Regions from separate parts of the Anser cygnoides genome. Here region 1 is linked to region 2. Evidence: chromatin contacts called from public Hi-C data. All regions are on one chromosome and are shown on one strand. The core of a region is the stretch at or near the end of the contact, and the rest is flanking DNA. Distances in the headings are between cores, read along the strand shown.

Region 1 (6,778 bases), core at 1,790-4,289, 270 kb before region 2:
AAACATTTAGATACAAACAGTCCTCAGAAGTTTGGAATGGAATGTGTTTTTCTTGATAATTTTTTTCAGCTTTTTTCAACATGGCCAGATCTTGAGGACATCTTTACAAAAGAAAGAAAGTGTGACTATTAGTAATAAAACTGCAATACCAACGATGTAACAATGATAAACAAAACACATTTTCTTTATCAGACTGAATTTCCACATGGTGCTTCAACTTTGTGTTATTTATATACAGTTAGAGGTGTCAACTGTAAAAAACATAGCTCTCTACTTTTACTTTAAAAGATTAATTAATTCAGAATAGTATAATAAGAAAACTGGATTTCCAAATAAAGGAATTTACCAGGTATTCTTTATACTTCCTAGTCCCACAGGTCTTACAAAGTATTTCACTACCAGTCAATCCAAGTGCCTTACTTAAAATCAGATATTTGTACGCTAATAAACACAACGCTGACAAACATGAGCAAGTCTTATATATAAACAAACTGAATGGCTCTCACAGTGGTGGGTAGGAAGTTGCATCTCTCAGACCATTCCAGGGTTCAGGTGGTTCAGGTGGGGAAAACCTCAAGGATCCAACTGGTGCTTTTGCAAAAGGAATCCCAAGGAAAACGTTTACAAGTCTATCTGTCCCCTTCACGTTTGCTTGTTTTCCTCTGAGCCGTCCATGCGCAATAGTCACTTCTGGTTCAGCACCATTCTGTCCTAGATTACACATAAGAAAAATAATTAAGTTGCACCTTCATAACTATCAGATTTTTCAGTGAAGCGTTTTTTTACCAGCTCCTTTATTTAGAATATTTCAGCTTATTCAATTTTGTTCAAGTTTTGTGCAATGACAGACACCCCTTGCCAAACATTTCCGTAACTGGCTCCGCTTATGACAACTGGAGCTAGGTAGGACAGTTTATTCACTGTACAACATTATAAATCTTAAAAACAATTTCAGAGGAAGCAGTAACTGTCAAAATCATTAACGTCTTCTATTTACCATCCAACAAAAGATTTTCAAAATAGTTCAGGTAATTCAGAAATGTTCTGATTTCTACCATTTAAGAAACAAGGCCTTTTATTGTTTTCATAAAACTATCTCAGAAATGGTTTCCTCCTGCAAAAACAGTCACTTTTGCATTGAGATTATTAGGATACTTTTGCAGATTGCTAACACAAGTATGAGAGATGTACTGCCTTTGAAAACTACTACCCTGTAACTTGTTAATGCAGTTGCTTCCCCAACAGCAGTTACAAAAGATTTTGTATCTCACCTTCTATTCCACAAGTGATAAATATTATACTACAAACCAAGGTATAAAACAAAGAAATCTGGCTTTGAGGAGACATTTTTTCCTCTACTTGCATTCCAGATATTTTTCCTGTTTTTACACGGAAGATATTAGTACAAAGGTCCCCAAGGACTGCCCTCTTGGTAGGGAGTGCAGCTAAATTCCCTTCCAAACATACACTGCATTAAGCACTTTCAGAGCTGTAATTGATACGAAATGTAAATACAATCCCTTAGTGTAACTTACCTAATTGTTACCCGATCCTGATCATAAATGATCCGAAAATTACAGTGCAAGAGAATTCAGAGCTACGTGCCATTTCTTATATAGTTCCTAAGTCTCTGTGTTGTGCTAGTGGTGGAGATGTGTGAAAATTTCTCACAGATTTCACTCGGAACTGTGCAAACATGCATCATAGAACATACCTTGCCTCTTATTTTTAATACTTCCCTCAAGTCTTTCTGGAAAATTCTTTCTGTTGCAGTTATTTTTGTTCCAGATCAATCTGAAAATGAAAAGATATAAGTAGGAGGTGAGGTCTATATTAAAGAAGGGAAAATGAGACTCCTTCCAGGTGAACAGCTTTCTGACACATAAAATCCCATTTTCCCAAGCTTCTGCTAACACAACATATCTTTTAATTTAAAACCCAGATTTCCATCCCTTGTCTTCATCTCAATGACTAAATATTGAAATAAATCTCAGAAAATGAATTCACAGTGTAAATCAGAGTTAGCACTATTATCTGATATAAATGAGTTATCCTCTTATCACCTTTTGGTTCAAATTCAGTCACTCAATTTTTATATGGAATACAAAGTTAACACTTAGCTGGTCTAATGCAGATGCCCAAAATGAGAAGTCCACATACTGTATTGGATCACGAAAACCTCCAAAGAATGGGCTAGAAAACTTCCTTGTATGACCTTTCACTGTAAAAATGACCGACTCAAAAGACAAAAGCAGGCAGTGGGATTCAATCAGCTTAAATGAACTCTGAGTGCGTCCCAAATTAACAACTCTTACTCACCTCAGCCATCTGGACCAGCATTTTCTTACCATTTTCCTCTCCTTTTTCAGTCAACAAATGTAGTATCAGATGTATTAGCAATTAAATACATTGCTATTTAATTTATAGTGATTTACATTGATTAAATCTGCTAAAGAACAAATGAGCACAAAGGAAAAGAGAAAAAAAAAGTCAATATTCACTTTTATTATAGTATTCTGAATTGAAAGAACTGTCTACAACAGCAACAATACCGACACAGAGAGAAAAGTGCGTGCTTTCTAAACCTGACACTCTAGCTAATCAGCTAGTTGAGCTGTCAGAATAAAATGTGCTGTACAGCCACTGGTGGTAACTGAAAAGTTCCTGGTATTCAGCCTCACAGCCTGTTAGTGACAGGTGTCAAATGGCTGCCAAAGAAGTTACGACACCTATGCCAGCATCTATTGCACAAATATTTTTATCAGTAACACGGGATCCAAGCTTTTATTTCTGCTAGTCATCGGGGAAGCCACCTCCAGCAGCCTGAGGTGTTTTACTACCGATAACTACGACTTGATGCAGGCAGCAAGGTGTCACCTGAGCAACAACAACAAAAACTTACACTTCACCTTTTTTTTTGTGAGGAGAAATCAGACATACAGCAGAAAGTCTGAAGCAGACGATGTACTACCGCGCGATCACAGCGCGGTAACCCCGTTACGAGGGCTGTGCGCGGCAGCACGCCGCTTGCCCACACGAGGGCGCTGCCGCACAGGCAGCGGGGCCGCCCCGCTCCCTCAGCGCGGCTCCGCCCGCCCGGTGCGGCGGCGAAGGGCGGCCGGGCTCCTTCCGCCACCTCCAGCCATGGTGGGCCCGGCCGGCGGGGCGCCGCTGGAGAACGCCAACCCCCTCATCTACCGCCGCTCCGGGGAGCGGCCCGTGACGGCGAGGGAGGAGGACGACGAGCTGCCCGACTCTATCGACGACCGGGAGATCTTCGATATCCTGACGGGAGGGCCGGGCCAGGCCAGGCCGGGCCGGGGCAGGGCAGGGTACAGGACAGGGGGACAGGGCAGGGCAGGATCAGGATCAGGGACAGGACACAGGACAGTGCCCTTTCCTTAACCTGACACATCTCATCCGCTCCATCAATGATCCTGAGCACCCCCTCACCCTGGAGGAGCTGAATGTTGTTGAGCAAGTTCGAGTTAAAGTGAGGTTTCTTGTTCTCTTTTGCTTTGTTTCTGGTTGTTTGTTTGTGTGAGGATGTTTGGTTGTTTGGTTTTGTGCCATGAGAAGAGGTTTATTATTAGCTAACTACTGCATTAGCAGTCTTTAAAGCAGTGAAGAACCCCCAAGCAGCAAAGCACAGCTTCAAGCTGTGTTGCACACAACGTGCCTCCAGCTAGCTGGGGTGAAGGCAGTGAGCTTTGCACACAGGAATTATTTGCTTGCTTTCCAACAGGTGAACGATGCCGAGAGCACCGTGGCAGTGGAGTTCACGCCCACGATTCCCCACTGCAGCATGGCGACGTTAATCGGCCTGTCCATCAAAGTAAAATTGATCAGATCTCTGCCTGAGAGATTTAAGGTGAGTAATGAAATCACTCTGAAAGCACAAGGGAGGAATGGTGTTTAAAAACCAGCTAGCTAACTTACAGCATAAAATAACCGGAGCTTTTTTCTTTTGTATTATGGTGGGGGAGGGAAACACTCTAGGAATTGGGGAAGGAACTAAACTGAAAAATGGGTGCAGAGTTCCAGTTCTGTGATGGCCATGTCACAGGTGAGTGGGGTTATGATGGGAAGGTACCTGCTGGCCTCTACAGCATGGCACGGGAGATCTTGAGGCTTCTTGATTTTAGGCCTGGTTTTATGCTGCAGTGTAGAGTATCTGGCATTGGCAAGAATGTCTTTTTTGTTTTGTCTTGTTATTGCTGTATTTTCTTCATTAAATAGTTTTACTTTGAACTTCCAATGTTTTGTTAACTGGACACCTTTTTCTTTCTTCATGCTTTTTAAGATGGATGTTCATATAACACCAGGAACACATGCCTCTGAGCATGCTGGTAAGCTTTTTAGTGTTCTCTTGTGTGGTTTTTTTTTTTTACTAATCTTGAAAATTAGAGAGAAAATACATTTTTCCACCTGCAGAGCAATTGTTCGGTATCTGGGACTTTACATGCACCAAGCCCCTTCTGGGGGATGTTACAGAACAGGCATGTGTAATAATGAAATTTAGAAATGTTTTTTACTTTACTTTAAACATCTCATTGGACAACTTGTGCTCACACGTTATTATTGATTTGCTTGGAGGGCTCAGAAAGGGGCAAGGCAGGGGTAAATTTCTTCTCCTGTTGAACCTATACATGTACAGCTCTCTGCTGATGAATCATAAATAACTTGCTAGTTTAACTTGTGGTAATATGGTAGCTTTGACTTGAGACCACAACTCTGTGGTGCACTTAGCATCTACAGAATTAGTAGTCTGAGTTACCATAGCAACGGTGCGATTATGTTGCAATGTAAAATGCTTCTAAAAAGACATTCTATACCAATGTTTTGACCAGTTTTTTGGGGGTATTTTTTTCTGCACAGTTAATAAACAGCTTGCTGATAAAGAACGTGTAGCAGCTGCTTTGGAAAACTCTCATTTACTGGAAGTGGTGAATCAGTGTCTGTCTGCCCGATCATAATTGCCTGATCAGGAAATCACCGGTATATTCTGCTGTGTTAAACGGATTTTGTATATAAGTGGTGATGCTAGTATTTCACCATACATGTATCTATGAGCAAAATAAAATCACTTGGATTTTCTCAAATAAATGTTTCATTATTTCTACCAAAAATAGTATGGGGGAAATTAGCTTGTAGGCAGCTACAAAAACATAATGAAAATTGGGTTTTCAAGTTTATTAGTTATTGCACTGGTAGGATTTTTTTTTCTGGACTTACTTTAAAAAGGTTTAAACCTGTTTTTAACAGGTTTCTCACTATCCGAAGATAATTAAACTTCATTTTAGGAACAGATTTTGCATACTGGATTTCACAAGTCCACCAAGCTAAATAGCAGTTAAAAATTTTTATACTCATATGGTTGTTTTGGACTGATAATATAATTTTTGCTTCATACGTCAGGATTTTAACAAGTTCATTTATGCAAAGTTGTAAAACATCTGTAGCAATAAATGTAAAGGATTCTAAATCATCTGCTTGTGTTTTTATTATCTCATCCTGGACTAGCCAACCAGGAAGGGCTCTAGATCTGTTTAAAATGTAATTTACTTTTTCTTATTCATTACTTATGGCAAATACCGTTATCTATGAGTACCAAGTATCTTTGAATTTTTGTTTTGGGTTTGGTTTGATTTGGTTTTCTTCACCTGTCACTCCCTTACACCTGACAGGAGGGAGTCATTCATATTTTTCAGTACAGACAGTCCAGCTATTCAATGCTGAAAGTCTTTCCTGGTAACGTTCCAGCTAAATCAGAAGCTTTGCTTTAAACATATTCAGGTTTAGCATTAATACCTAGCCTATGCTTCCCTTTCTGTTCTAGGAGACATGGTGCTTACTAAACTGTTGTCTTTTGGTAGAAACTGACAATATAGAAATTCATTAAGATAGAATTCCATTATTAATTAAAACTTTTGCAAGAGTTGTTTCCAACCTGGTCCATGGGGAAATATAACAGCCTTTAACAATCCTGTATTTTGGTGCAAACATGCAATACTACATATCAATTATTCAGTATCTTCATCATCATCAATTATCTAAAGAGCAACTAGTATACTTCTTTTTTAAAAAGTAGATGTGTGGTGGTAATGCTTTACATTTCAGTATTTTCTCTTGGAGGATCTCGGATGCTATTTTAAAAAGGGTAAACCTTATGAACATTATGTAAACCAAAGCCTGGTAGACCAGGCTAGTCTGTGTTGAGCAGCTGACAAAACTGAAGCCGTGGTGATTCAAGTACAAGGGAGAAAGTCAGACAGCAAAATATAATAGAAATAAATCCATATCTTCCAGTTTTAGAAGTGACTCACCCAGTTTGCACAGGGCTTCTACAGAAGGCCAGCTCTGCAGCAGCTTTAATCTGATCATTTGGCTTAGCATCCTTTGAATGATCAGCACTTCCTTGGACATTTGAATGAAACTGTAAATAAAGACAATATTTATGTGGTATTAATAATGGGAAAGTAGCAGAATGACCCAGCTGTTAATATTCTTTCCTGTCCACCTCTCTTGCCAAATCACTGAAATGATTAGTCCTGATGCTGCCAGCCTTTGCACCACAAATGAAAACTTCAACCATGGCAATGCATGCAGGCAACACACAGGCAATATGCTTGTTTGATCTGTTTGTGTTTTTTGATTGTTTGTGGTTTTGTTTATTTTTGTTTGTTTTGTTTGTTTTTAACAGAAAATGAATGTTGCCCTCCCAGATTTTGGGGAGGACAGAAATGGAACATTATGGGGGGAGAGGGGAATAGAAGGA
Region 2 (6,790 bases), core at 507-3,006:
GATAGTAAACTGGTTGGATCATAAGTACAAAAAAGTCTTCGTAGTATGAAAAGACCTTTTCAAGTGCCATAATTTCTCAGGTTGTCAGAAAAAATAATATACGCTTCACAAGGGAAGTACCAGCATATCTGATAAAAAGTTTCAACCCTTTTTAGTAAGACAGCAGGCATTTCTTCTTAAATCCTGTAACCAAACTGGATAGTCCAAGAACGACTATGGATTCTCCCACCTAGAATTTCTAACTGTTGAAGTAAATGCACGTTACTCTGATTAGTTAAGCTAACTGTTTTCAGCATTAGTACTACTTCTACACAGTAGTTCCTAAATCCAATAAAGTCTTTAAATTACTTGATTTGGGGATTAAGTGAGATAAATTAATGTGCATTCACGTCTGTTTGTGACTGGTTTTCTATAACAGAGTTGTTTTCATGGCCTTATCAAAATGTAAGGATACCAAATCATGTTGATTTTAAGAATCAAAATTCATTAATATTTTCCTACTTACTCCTCCAGCCAGTGTCACTTTGTTGGTCTTGATTATTACTGCAAACAGGCACACAATTAGGAGGAACACAGCTGCTATCACTGAGTTGAAAATATCCTGAAAAAAGCAGTGGAAGCAAAATATTGTGAAATACGCACCTTAAGAAGAATGTGAATAGCTCCCAGTATGGTACAAGTAGTAAAAAGTTGCCGTTTACTGTGACAATAGGATTAAACCCGTGTAAGATCAATAGTGACACCCAGTGGCTTGATGTTAGAAGAGCACTCGTGACAAAACATCCTCATTTCACCTGTCTTCACTTCTTGTTTTTTTGGCAATCGAATTTATGCAAATTCTCTGTTGCAAGTCTATCTACTTGACCTGACAGACTAAAACAGTAAGCAAATTTTTAAAAAAAGAAGTAAGAGGAGAACTCGTTAATATTTAAGGAAAGTATGTATTTAATTTGTCATGTGAAGGATGAAAGGTACAGTATTATAAAGTTAAGCAAATGATACTAACTACAGGAGGAACTGTTAAAAAAAACAACAAACCCCTACATTAACTGATATAAACCAGCTCTTTAGAAGTCTGTGCAAAAGAACACAACAGTTGCTGTTGGGCAAAAGTGACTCAACAATTAAATACTATTCTTGCTTTTAACTTCATGGAAGCGAGGACTGAATTAACCCTGCAAGTGAACTCTCCGAGCAGTCTTCCATTCAAGATTACAACACGCATAAAATAGGCTTCATCTCGAACGCGAGCCGATACTCACAGCCAAAGGCCAGAATAGCCAGGTCATCCTTTTGTCTAGTTTTAGCAAATACAGTAGAAAGAACAACAACGTGATGATAACTTCCATGATCGCAAGCGCTGTGTATGCTTCATGGGCTCTCGAGGCAACGAAGCAGACGAACGCTACAAAGGCCACCAGCTGCGAGAAGAGAAGGGATGAGAGGAGAGGCCGACCCCCGAGCAGCCCCGCAGCGAGCTCTCCCCGCAGGGCTCCTCAGGTACCGGGGCCGCCTGAGGGGACGGAGCCCGCCCGCCGCCCCTACCCCTACCATACGGCCGAGCTTCAGGGCGCCCCGCGGGGAGCGGGCGAAGCCGGCATCCACCGCCGCCATGGCGCAGGGGCCGCGCCGGGCGTTGCCGTGCCGCGATCCGGCGGGCGGGGACCCCAACGGCCCCGAACCGCCCCGCTCCGCCCCGAACCGCCCCGCTCCGCCCCGCCGGCCGGCCGGAAGCCGTGGTGGCGAGGGTCGCGGCGCGGCGGCGGGGATGGGCGATGTGGCGGCTGAGCGCGGCCTGGGCGCTGCGCGGGGCCCGGGGGTGGCGCGGCCTCAGAAGCGGCCCGGCGGGCGCGGCCTGTCCCGGCAGGGCGGCGGCAGCGATAGCGACGAGCTCCTCGGCGGGAGGCCTGGCGCTGCGCGGCCGGCCCGGCCCCCGCTGCAGTGGCGACTGTAAATCGGGGGGGGGCGGGCAGGCCCGGTGCGATAAACGGGGCGGGGGGCGAGAGGGGGAAGTGGGAAGCGTTTCTCGGTTTTATTTATTTTTTAGTTTTTAATTCCGTGTCACCGGTTATGTTGGTAAAAGCAGCTGCCAGGTCCCTTAACGGGCAGCAGCGAGATTCTTCTCAGCCCGTGTGTGTGCCCAGAGGGCCCGTTCCTTCCATTTAATGTGCCTTTGTGGCCCCTGACTGGCCTTCACCCAGCGCTTCGGCGTTCCCTGGTGCTGCCTGTTTTCTGTTGTCGTTGTTGGTTTGTGTGCATTGGTTAAGGGCTAGTAACGTCGGTGCTGCTTTCAAAGATTTTTATCGTGTTGGAAGCATCCTAAAATCTTAATTCTTATCAAGCCCGTGAAGATCTGGGGCCTCGCACTGTGACCCCACAGCAAATACGAACTATCTGAGGAGCCCAGTGTATGCAGAAGTGTGCTGAAGAGGTGCAGGTGCTCACTGTTGGACTCCAGTGTTAAAGTCAATGGAGAACTTAAGATGAAACTGTGTCAGTGTACCCTACAGCCTGTCTGTTACATGGTTACATGATTACCCAAAGCCGTACAGATTTGTAGTTTTGCAAGTGTTCACCTTAGCCAGCAGAGAACCCAAAACTTAGTGGAAGAGCTCACAGTAAGAGGCTGAGTATAAATATAAATTATGAAGACCTTGGTTGTAACTCTTGTCTTTTTTTTTTTCCCATTTTAGATAAACATCTCATAAAAGGAGATGATAAGAAGACTGTTGTAAGTATTTACATTTTTTTTGAAAAAGAACGTAAAATGTTTAACATCTTATTTTTTGTAAGTGTACATGCATTGACAACTATTAAATGTGTCTGTTCGTTGGCCAGTCTCCAGATGGTGGATCCATTACTCTGTCTGTTATCTTTATAGGTAAATGTGAAGACCTAATGCAGGTTTACATTTGTAAAGAAAACAGAAACAGTAAACCTAAAATGCAGGTTCACATTTATCTCTATCTGTTAGTTGCAGTACAGTTGTGAAGGATTTGTGCAAGTGTAGGGAATTGCTGAAGGGACGAGTTGCAGTTTGAAGTTGGGTGTTCGGTGCTTGGCGTAGCAGTTGCTCTGTACAAATCTGTGAGCTTTTTTCTTGTTTTAGTTTTGTAAATTTCAGTGCCCAAATTTTAATTGTGTAGGTTTCTAAAAGTGCTAATCAATTTTTAAGAAATCTGTTTAATGGATACTGAAATTATTACTTCACTTGGCATTTATTTTAAGTTGAAAGTGAAGTTTAAGCCTGAGGTTGAGGTGTGGCAGGTGGTGCAGTGGGAATGTGGAAGGAGCAGTAGCGGGTGACCCCCTGAAGCTCTTAGGGCCGTGGGGAGGAGATGGGAAGTGGCTGCATGCGCAGCACGGGGGAAAGTGGGAACACAGGCAGGCAGCTGGCTACGTGGGGCGGGGGTCAAAGAGTAAGCTGCCCCCTGCATTGTAAAGGAACTGCTTGCATATGTACTTTGGGGAGAGGAAAAAGTGGTGGTCTCTGGGGAGCCACAAAATCCAAACTGATCCCTAATGTAGTTCTATAAAATAATCTATTGATTTTATAAGGCAATAGTATACTTTGTATGGAAAAAGTAAGTTTTTACATATGGCATTTACTTTTTTGCAATAACACAATTTTTAAAGGCGGTACTATTTTTCATCAGATAAGTATCGAGGGGAACATTGCAAGTGGAAAAACAACATGTCTGGATTATTTTGCACAGACTACTAATATTGAGGTACTGGATTTGCATTTCTTTATCTTTATTTACATCACAAAGCATTTGCATGTCTTGACAAAATTGACAGTTAACTCAGAACTGTTGTTCCTTCTTAGGCTACTGAGAAAGAAGCAGCATGTTGTGAGCCAGTGTACTTACTACTGCAAATATTTAGGTATTTATAGTCAAGTTGTGGAAGAGACTTTTAGATCACGTGTAATATAGCACTTAATGCTAAAATATCAATAAAACATGTAGATTAGAGTTTGTACCTCTGTAAATTGACAGCAGCCCACATGGGTTGGGCATGTTTGGGCATGTTTGCTTATATGCTATTTCATGTAATTAAAAAAAATATCTTACATTTGTTTTGTAAAAAGCAAAGACATACAAGTAATGATGTACAAATATCTATGTCATGTAACAGAGATTCCAGTAAATAGATAAAATAATACATCTGTTATAATTGTTCCTGGGAATTGCTTAGACCAATGTTGAATTTGATTTCATATTGCTTAGAACAGGATTAAGGAAAGGCCGGGCTTACTGTCTTTTAAACAATATTTGAGATCAAACCTCAGTAAACAGTTGCTTTTGTGTATGTCAGATGTTCATACTTTTTCCAGAGGACCTGGGAATGCATTTGGTAAAAGGATTCCACATAGCAATGCTTGGTTTCCAGATGTTATTTGGTAATGATCCTATGGAATAAATAACTATTAATCAAAAAGATAGCAAACGTTAATTTGCTTGTAGTGCAACATTTTATAATAACCCAGTTAATTTCCCAGGTTATCAGATTTTCTGGTTCTACAGTACTCCAGCAGTTTTAGACCTTCTGTGAACTATATGAGTCTCTTGTGATTTTACCTGCTCTAGTTAGAAGCTTTTCCTGATTATTTTTAAACATTATAGAAGTTTTGAATGCATTTTGACTTTTAGGTCACAATAATAAACCTGAAACTAATACAATGGCGTTCTCATCTTCTTTTCCTTTGGTAAGAAGCGTTATTCTCTGGGAACTCAATTTATGAAGGAATGAACAGGTCGTTGAAATGTGGTTGGTACTCAGCTAGCCATTCTTTCCCCTACATCATATTGATAAATGACTTGAAAAGTGAAATTATATCTGGGCCTGTAATCAATCCAGTGTTAAATTTTGAAAATTTAAAAATAATAAGAAGATCACGATAAGAAATTATATTTGTCTTTTTTTTTTTTTTAAACAGTGTTCATGGTTATATTTTGTGTTTCAGGATTCAGTGCTCTTTATTAAAGAGGGATGAACTTTTCAGTACATGTCCCGAATACTCTGACTTACCAAGCGAGTATTCATTAAAAGTAGTTGTAGACTTGAGGGGTCAAGTAAGTATTTCAAATCTAAAGTATGTTTAACATGTTTTTTTTTTTTTTTTTTTTAAAAAGGTCTTGACAGAACCGGTGAATAAATGGAGGAATGTTCGTGGTCATAATATCCTGGTAAGTGATAGAAACAGATTGCACAATTACAATAACTATTCTTTTTAGAAAACACAAATGAGGACTTCTTACCAGTCAGTAAAACTGTTATGAAGGGTGTGGTTGTAATTTCACACAGCAAAAAATAAAGCTCTATGATGCAAAAATCACTTTTACTGTGATTAAGACATGCATATAGTAGACATGTTGAATATTAAGCATTGTTTCAGCAGGGATCGTAAATTTTTATCTTTGTGTAGCTGAGTGATGAGGGGCAGTGTACTCACGGAATGCCTGCTTTCAAAACACTGTAACTCTACCAAGGAAGTGTGACTTGGCTGCATAAAACGGGGTTGTAGGTAGAGGTCCAGACATAATATTGGATTATACACTTTTTTTTTACTGGGTACAAGCTGAAGAATGTCACAGAAAGCCCCTACTGTGACAGTTGTATTTAAACCGACTTAACATGTATTTCAAAGAAGTGAAGAATGTCTTCGCTATTAATCTGCCTCTGAAAATGAGAAGTGTATTTCATCAGTTAATATTGTTAGACTGATACAGATAGAAAATTTAGTCCTGGGAGTCGAGAGTTTCTGCTCTCTTTAGGGTGGTTACCATTTGTAACCATTCCCTGTGGGTAAGTCACTTGGTCACGTCTATGCCCTGAGACAGGGATCTAAGGGCTCTGACTATATCCACAGATACACTTTTGCTGGAATGGTTGAAGTGGTTTGTGATGTCAGCCTTCCTTGCTTGTAGATCACTTCTGTTGCAAAAATCTCATTCCTGACCGAGATCAGTGCTCAAGCTCATCTGGAATTTGCTGTCAACACAGCATTGTGGATACACCCTAAGCCACATGTGCTTAAACATGTATTTGTTACCGTTACTGCTAGCGTAGGTCCTGTGGAAAAGTTGATTCCCCTCTGAGGATTTGCTGATGCTGTGCTTTATTGTTACTAGTAAAAGCGTGAGGCATGCTTGGTTGTGTCACATCTCATCCCAGCAATCTGTGTACTTCAAATTAGTTTTTCGTTCTGATCGTGAACAGGGAGAAAAAGAGGTCAGATTTATGGACTGAAGCCATGCCACTTCAGCGAATACACTGAATGATGCTTTATTTCAAGTCAGATCTTTTAACTGCATTGCAGGAGGGACTGATGCTTGTAAATGTTGGGGAGAATTGAAGCAGTGAGAAGGAGAATTTGAGAAATCTCAGAAAGCAATCTGAGAAATGCTTTGAGGGTCCCTTGGGGGAAAAAAAAAGTTGTAAGGGTCTGTATTAAAAGACATCTTTTCTGAGGCCTGAGATGTGCTTCCTGGAACCATATATGTGTTTCTGGATGGACTGGGTATTGCGAGAGTCTATCACTGCACAAAAATACAGTAGCAGATGCGTTTTTAATTAGTAAATGTATTGCTGTAGTGCATAGTTTTGAAATACACAACTTCAATTTTTTGTTGTTCAACCTTAACAACAATAACAAACAAAAAAACACAAAACAAAACAAAAAAAACACCTCTGTCTTGCTTCCGTCTCTAACCCCAGGGCTTACTGTACCAAGATGCATCCAGATGGGGGATAACATTACAGTCTTACATACAGCTTACAATGT

Evidence for each region. A called contact is a pair of places that touch in the nucleus more often than the background predicts.
Region 1: a contact with region 2 is called in a Hi-C map of liver, with 1.9 times the contacts expected there. The contact joins the promoter of LOC106033299 here to the promoter of LOC125183373 in region 2. A contact is called at or near these places in 4 of 7 Hi-C or Micro-C datasets (granulosa cells and liver).

Annotation. Positions count from the first base shown.
Region 1 is chr12:9,954,706-9,961,483 of Taihu_goose_T2T_genome, reverse strand. It overlaps LOC106033299 (fatty acyl-CoA hydrolase precursor, medium chain-like), which reads right to left and starts at 3,039. Exons shown (of 14, transcript XM_013176725.3): 1 at 2,910-3,039; 2 at 1,715-1,794; 3 at 507-711; 4 at 1-101. The coding sequence starts at 2,938. CIAO2B (cytosolic iron-sulfur assembly component 2B) reads left to right here and starts at 2,842. Exons shown (of 5, transcript XM_067004188.1): 1 at 2,842-3,282; 2 at 3,416-3,493; 3 at 3,746-3,871; 4 at 4,304-4,349; 5 at 4,879-5,106. The coding sequence starts at 2,857. The coding sequence ends at 4,976. LOC125183356 (a long non-coding RNA gene) reads right to left here. Exons shown (of 3, transcript XR_007165211.2): 3 at 5,893-6,436.
Region 2 is chr12:9,681,526-9,688,315 of Taihu_goose_T2T_genome, reverse strand. LOC125183373 (chemokine-like factor) reads right to left here and starts at 1,756. Exons shown (of 4, transcript XM_048069002.2): 1 at 1,552-1,756; 2 at 1,263-1,421; 3 at 506-601. The coding sequence starts at 1,614. TK2 (thymidine kinase 2) reads left to right here and starts at 1,776. Exons shown (of 10, transcript XM_048068998.2): 1 at 1,776-1,950; 2 at 2,694-2,731; 3 at 3,657-3,731; 4 at 5,139-5,192; 5 at 6,724-6,790. The coding sequence starts at 1,776.